2 separate regions of the Mus musculus genome follow, and region 1 is linked to region 2. Evidence: chromatin contacts called from public HiChIP or PLAC-seq data. All regions are on one chromosome and are shown on one strand. The core of a region is the stretch at or near the end of the contact, and the rest is flanking DNA. Distances in the headings are between cores, read along the strand shown.

The links. HiChIP or PLAC-seq counts read pairs in DNA pulled down with a chosen protein or histone mark.
Region 1: an H3K27ac HiChIP or PLAC-seq map of acute myeloid leukemia shows a contact between it and region 2, with 13 times the contacts expected there. The contact joins the promoter of Hp here to the enhancer-like site in region 2. A contact is called at or near these places in 4 of 39 promoter capture datasets (cranial neural crest, embryonic stem cells, hippocampal neurons and 1 more) and 1 of 115 datasets of contacts at active chromatin or transcription factors (acute myeloid leukemia).

Annotation. Positions count from the first base shown.
Region 1 is chr8:109,577,623-109,580,719 of GRCm38.p6, forward strand. Hp (haptoglobin) reads right to left here and starts at 1,550. Exons shown (of 5, transcript NM_017370.2): 1 at 1,388-1,550. The coding sequence starts at 1,392.
Region 2 is chr8:107,500,980-107,504,151 of GRCm38.p6, forward strand. All of the region lies in intron 6 of Wwp2 (WW domain containing E3 ubiquitin protein ligase 2), which reads left to right. Among named protein-coding and RNA genes, the nearest start is that of Gm51547, 3.2 kb to the right of the region's middle. Within about 2 kb of position 1,597, at least 61 of the 459 cell types and tissues checked have an H3K27ac peak or open chromatin away from gene starts, as enhancers often do. A contact at or near this core is called in acute myeloid leukemia, where this site is marked.

The sequences.
Region 1 (3,097 bases), core at 300-2,799, 2.1 Mb after region 2:
TACATGCATGCATGTACACAAAACACACACACACACACACACACACACACACACACTTTCCATTAAGCAGATACTAAAGGAAGAGAACAAGATGCTAAGACCAAAGAACTGCTTGCTACCCACCCCACCCATGCTTCAGCAAACTCCAGATGCACAAGAAGGGAATTTTGTAGAAGCTTAGAAAGGGACCACTGTGACAGAGGAAGGAAAGCACCGCCAGTGTGGCAGTATATGTGCCATCCCAGCTCTCCACACTCTGGCACAGAGGCAGGAGGATCGGGGCTTTGACCACAGCCTGTGCTGTGCCTATCTCAAAAAAAAGCTGAGAAGTGGGAGGTGGGAAAAGAGTGGAGTGGAGAGGAGGCCCAGGGCACAGTGGTGACCCCCGAGGTCCTGCGAGGGGAGGCCTCTGCTCCCATCCATTAAGTACCGGGCTATGAAGACATTGTTAGGACACTGTAACTAACTTAAAGATGACGGCTATAGTTTATTTTGCTATTCTCACTTTTGGAAATTTCCCATAATAAAAAGGTGGTTTTGATGTTTAATTTGTCATAGTCGCTGTTGTTGTTCTTAAGTCACAGTCCCATTCTTTGCCTAGGCTTTTCGCAAACTCCTGAACTCCCAGACTCACCCTGCCTCAGCTTTTGGAATCCCTGGGTGTGCACCATCATACATACATACATACATACATGCTACATACATACACACATCATACACACATACATACATGCTACATACATACATACATACATGCTACATACATACATGCTACATACATGCATGCATACATACATGCTACATACATACATACATACATACATACATACATACCGTATCATATGTGGTTGTTCCTATTACTTCATAGGTATTTGCCTTTAAAGGATTGCATATCAAGCCCAAGAATGCCAGAAAACTGTCTGTCTTCCTAACCTATGACTGTGGCCATCATTGGTACACAGACCACACTTAAATGCTACCCAGTTGCCTGCACATGCTGACCAGTCAGGAAGTTCTTCTGAACACTGTGCTTCTAGTCTTTTCGCTACCTTCAAAGTCTTTCTATTTTGATTAAAAAAAAAAAAAGTGGTCACCTTGATGGTGTCACTAAAATTTTAGCATGACAAGATTCACACTCAAAGTGCATAGTCAAGTTACAAGACCAAAAAAAAAAAAAAAATCTCCTAATGCTTTAGGTAAGTATACAGCAGTTCTGTGTTGCACTGCGTTCACAGTTGTCCTCAGCTGTGTGTGGCCTGCAGGCTGCAGGCTTAACTCCCACAGAAGGTTAGCTCATCAGCCTGGTTCCTGCATCCCAGCTTCTCACCTCTCCCCGTAGACTTATACTCGGTGTACTCAAAGTGGGAAGCGTGGGCTGTGGACTCACCTCATCGTGGACCTCTCTTGCCTCTCTCTGGAAGGGCTGGGCTGTGCTGACTCCGGCCGAGCCCTTTATGCCTCAGGGGTTTTATCCCACCACCACCACCACCACCTCCTCCTCCTTCTCCTCCTCCTCCTCCTTCCCCTCCTCCTCCATTTCTGTGTTTGCACAACGTCTCTAAGGTCACTGGCTGTTCCAGTAACCAAACCACAAAGCAAACCCCTGTCAAAAGCTGAGCTCTTGCTTCATACTTGGCCCTCTGCGTTGTGTTATTTTTACAAATCATGAAGAAATCTAGCAACTTCATGACCCCTCCCACCCACCACAATGGTGGATAACCCCTAGAGAGTGGGACGGGGAACAGGGGCATTAATCTGACACTTAATTGGGAGAGGGTGTTGGTTAGACCTTTTTTATTATTATTTCAAAGCCCCTTTAGACACCCTTGTGACCCAGCCTTAGCTGGAATTGTAAAGAAAGTGTTTTCCTTTTTTCAACCATGCTGCCTTAGTGTGGCCATCTCTGAGTGTGGCCAGCTCTGGAACTTGCAACCAACAGACTGGATTTATTGGGTCTTGATCCATTGTTCTTTAATCTCAGAGTGTCTAAAGCTATAGTGTAGACCGATATGGGACTCTTGTACTGGCTCTTTTATCTGGAGTTTTCAGTGCTGAGAAAAGTTTATCTCAGAACCATTTTCAAATCCAGTGTAGACATTCCTACACTCTCATTCAGAGAGCAGTAAACAGAAATTGGTTCCATTTGGCAGTTGCCCGCACCCACCCGTGAGGACATCTTCTGTTGCTAAAAGTGTTCCGACTTGAAATCAGTAAAGTGAGCCTGCTGTGTCTCCTCTGATTGTTCTTAGTGGAAAATCACACCACGTGGCTAATGTAGACACAGGGCAAACTCAATGGCAGGACATTCTGTAGCTTCACAGTCCAAATGGGCAGCTGAGAAAAGAAATCAATGCTTCAGCCATATACCTGTCCTGGCATGCTGTTCACTCAAATGTAGCAACTCAATCTAAATGGCTTCACTCGTTTAAAAAATAATTGTTTTTAAATTAGATCTCATCACAGAATCACTTGGGCTGTTCATAGTGGTATTGGTGTAGTACCACATCAACTGGGAAGAGCCCAGATCCCTATCAACAGGACACTGGTAACTAGTGTGCTTCATGGTCACTCCATGGGATATTGTCCGGCCATGCAGACACTTGGACAACAGAGAACAGGAATGATTTCACAGTTCTGACAAGAAAGGACAAAGCTGCACAGGAGAGCAGTGGGAAGTTCATTGCTCTGACAGAGCTCAAAGCCAAGCCCAGTTTGTTAAAGAACCCCAAACTCACAAACAACATCAAGACAATGAGAAGACAGGCCTGGAGCTATGGCTTAGTGGATAAGATCGCTCGCTGCTCTTCCAGAGGACCTGGGTTCAGTTCCCAGCATCGGATGGCTTACAACAGCTTGTGATTCCAGTTCCAGGGCATCCAGTGCCTCTGAACCCAGATGCAAGACACACACACACACACACACACACACACACACACACACACACACACCTACAATGCATATAGAAACAATAGAAGTAAAAAGGAAGATGCAAAAGTCACAGAAAAGGAGAGAATGTTTGCAGATGCTCTATTGATAAAGACTTAATATCCCAAATATGTGAAGGTCTCCTACAGAAAAATAACAAAACGACCACACA
Region 2 (3,172 bases), core at 347-2,846:
TTTTACTTCTAAAATACTCAGTTAACTTGTTAAGTTTGAGACATTGTGTGTTCTAGAGAAAAATCCTTTTGATGTTCTGTACTTGCAGTCCATGGACTGTCTTTTCATTGGTTTTTAATTTAATGTCTTAAGACTTATTTTTAATTATGTGTAGGTGTGCGTATTTACACGTGCGTGTGTGCACAGTAGTGAGTGCTGACTCTGGTCATTGACAGAGGCCTCAGCTCAGGGCTCCTCGGAGCTGGAGTTAGATACATGAGTGAGCAGCCTGAATCAGGTGCTGGGAAGTGAACCTGGATCTCTGGAAGAGCATCTAGTGCTCTTAGTCACTGAGAAACCAAGGCACCTAGGAGCATCTAGTGCTCAGGACCCCTCATTTTTTTTTGGGGTGGGGGGATAAAAATTCTGATTTATCCAAATAAAAGCTGATACTCCCCTAATCTCTTAGTAATCACAGTGATATGTGAGGAGCCTCTTCAAACACATGATTAAAAATCCAGTGGCCACACAGCCAGAGGTCTGTGGACAGGCCCAGACAGGGGGTTCTGACACACTCATGCTTTGGCTGTATCAGGACAAGACAGCACGTGTGCTGGGGTTCTGCCAGGCAGGAGGAACGAGCATGATTTATCTGCTGGCAAATGAGTCTCCTCCACAACACAGAATCATTCTTTTATCTAAATCTATCTATCTTCTCAATCCTGGACATCAAAGTAGTCAATCACGGCCTAGGACCCCTCATTCTTGATGGTGTCTTTGAAAGAGCAGTTTGTCACAGCAGCATTATGGACACATGAGTGTATAAAAGTGTCTTTTATTCACTTGATGTGATTGCCATCTCCAAGCCTTACTGCCTCCGTCTGCTAATGCAGGCCTCGTCCTGGAACCTTCCAGCCTCCGTACAATCTTATTAGCATAGAATGTTTTCAGCTTCTGAGACTTACTGCTGAATAAGCTCACCCTTTCTAGCTCTTGCTGAAAGCTGGCTGGCTCAAACTCCTCTCCACACTGACTGATTCAATCTGGCTTCTCTCAGTTTCTGACTGAATTGCTGCTTGGCCTTATACTAACTTTGGCAATGTGTTCTAATCTTCTGTCTCCTTGTTCTCTAGCTCGTTCTGTCTTCATCTTTGTCTAGCTTGCTCTCTTTCTCTCTGCAACCCGTCTTTATACCCCTGTCCTGATAAGGCTGCCCCTCCCTCTGCACTGTCCTCTCCTGGGTCTCTCGCTCTTCTCGTGGGTTAGGCAGATCCTGTTCTGTTAAATCTTTCTCTGATTTGTCCCTTTCTCTGCCATCCCTTTCAAACATGGGGGATTCCTTCTACAGACTACCTTCATTGTTTTGGGATTTAAAGGTGTGTACTAAGGGTGTGCCTGTATTCCAGCCAGAGGGTTTAAAGGTGTGTGCTAAGGGGCTGAGCCACACCACAACTAGAAACAGTTCTTTTTCTGTAAATAACACAATTTCGGGGTACAGAGAGTGATCAAATATCCTGCGACGCACGTGTGTTGGAGCAAGCCGGAAGGGCAGTGTATTTCACTGTGCTGTCGGCTCCCTGGGGTCAGGGACTGGCAGTCAGAGGTGACAGTTGAGTAACAATTCAGTGATTCACAAGAAGGATGAGACAAGATGTCTCAAGACATCTAAGGCTGTGGTTGTCAGGATACAGATGAAGTTTCAGGACTGAGATGAGAGTCAAGAGCAGTTGCCTGAGACCTCCTCTGCTTCAGGACCATTTTGAGGAGTGCGGAGAGAATCCCAGGCTCTGGCCTTAATTGGCGTTGCTTGGTGGCTTCAGTTCCTGATGGAGGAACTGAGGTAAGGGTATTACCAACATTCGAAGAAGGATTTGACAGAAACAGAGCTAAGTTTCCGTAACTGGGCAACTTGAAACCATTGTGGAGTTTGGCCTGACTGGCATGGTGGTTAAGCTGTCTCCTCATTGCCTGGTGTGTGTGTAGGGGAGGGGGGCTTCATAGAGACTTCTTGCCCCTACAGTGTGGAGGAGGATAAAGCCAAGGTTGAAGTCATTGGCAGAGCTGAAGCCAGGATGTCTGTGGCAGAGGCCAGCTCATCTCCTCTCCGTTGCCTCCAGTTTGTCTTTGTCCTAGCGCTATTTTGGCCTGTGGTTTGTGGTTTCGGTGAGTGAGCCAGTTTGTATCACAATACAATTGCATCTTTTAAGGGTTGAGTGAGCAACCCAGGAGAGGAAACTGCTGAAGAGACTTTCCTCAATTGGTAAGGCTTTGTCTTCTCTGTGATGGTCTTCTTTTAAGGTAATGCAAGGGCAAGAAGAGGGAGGGGGAGAGAGGTGGAGAGAGAGAGAGAGAGGTAGAGAGAGAGAGAGAGGGAGGGAGGGAGGGAGGGAGGGGGGAGGAGGTAGAGAGAGAGAGAGCTAGAGGTAGAGGAGTTAGAGTTAGTTTGGTGTGGTGTCTGGGGGCGGGGGTGATAGTGGCAGTTGGCTCAGCTGGGAGGCAGCAATTCATGCAAAGTGGTCCCAGCTGCCCCTGATTTATGGGCTAATCCCGGCCCTGCTCCAGCCTGTCATTCAGGGTAAGCTGCTATCATTAGTGGTTAAACATTTCTGAAAGTATTCTCTGTCGACTCTGACCACATGCCCTTTCGTGGAAGAGGGGAAGGGAGGAGCCAGGAGAGCCATGAGCCCCACCCTGTTAGCCATATCCCCCCCCCCCCCCCTGCTCTATGGAGACGACAAGGAATGGGTTTGTCATGGCCTGTGTGTCTGATAGCGGCCTTGCTGCCTCTCCTCCCTGAGGGACCTCCCAGGAAGGTCTTCTGTTGTCTGTGGAAGAGGAATCTTGGCTGGAATAAACCTTCACTAGCTAGCTTCATCTCTTTCAAGCTCTCTGCCCTCAACCGTACACACTGAGCCACCCTGGACAGTTGCTGCAGTCGCCTTTCCCTCACAACTGCTGTGTACAATTTCTGTTTTTGCGAAGTGCTTAGTACTAATATTTCTTCCCACCAATGGGGGCTTTGAAATTCTTTGAGGTATGGCTGACAGTTTTTTGATTTGTGAAATTAGTGTGAGGAAAAATAAGATGGAACAGGAAGGAAGTCTGAACTGAGCCCTTACCTTTATGGCTGAGTTGTGTCCTCTCTTCAGCTTCTGATGACCACACTGGCTTTACGTAGTGTGGATTCAGAGTT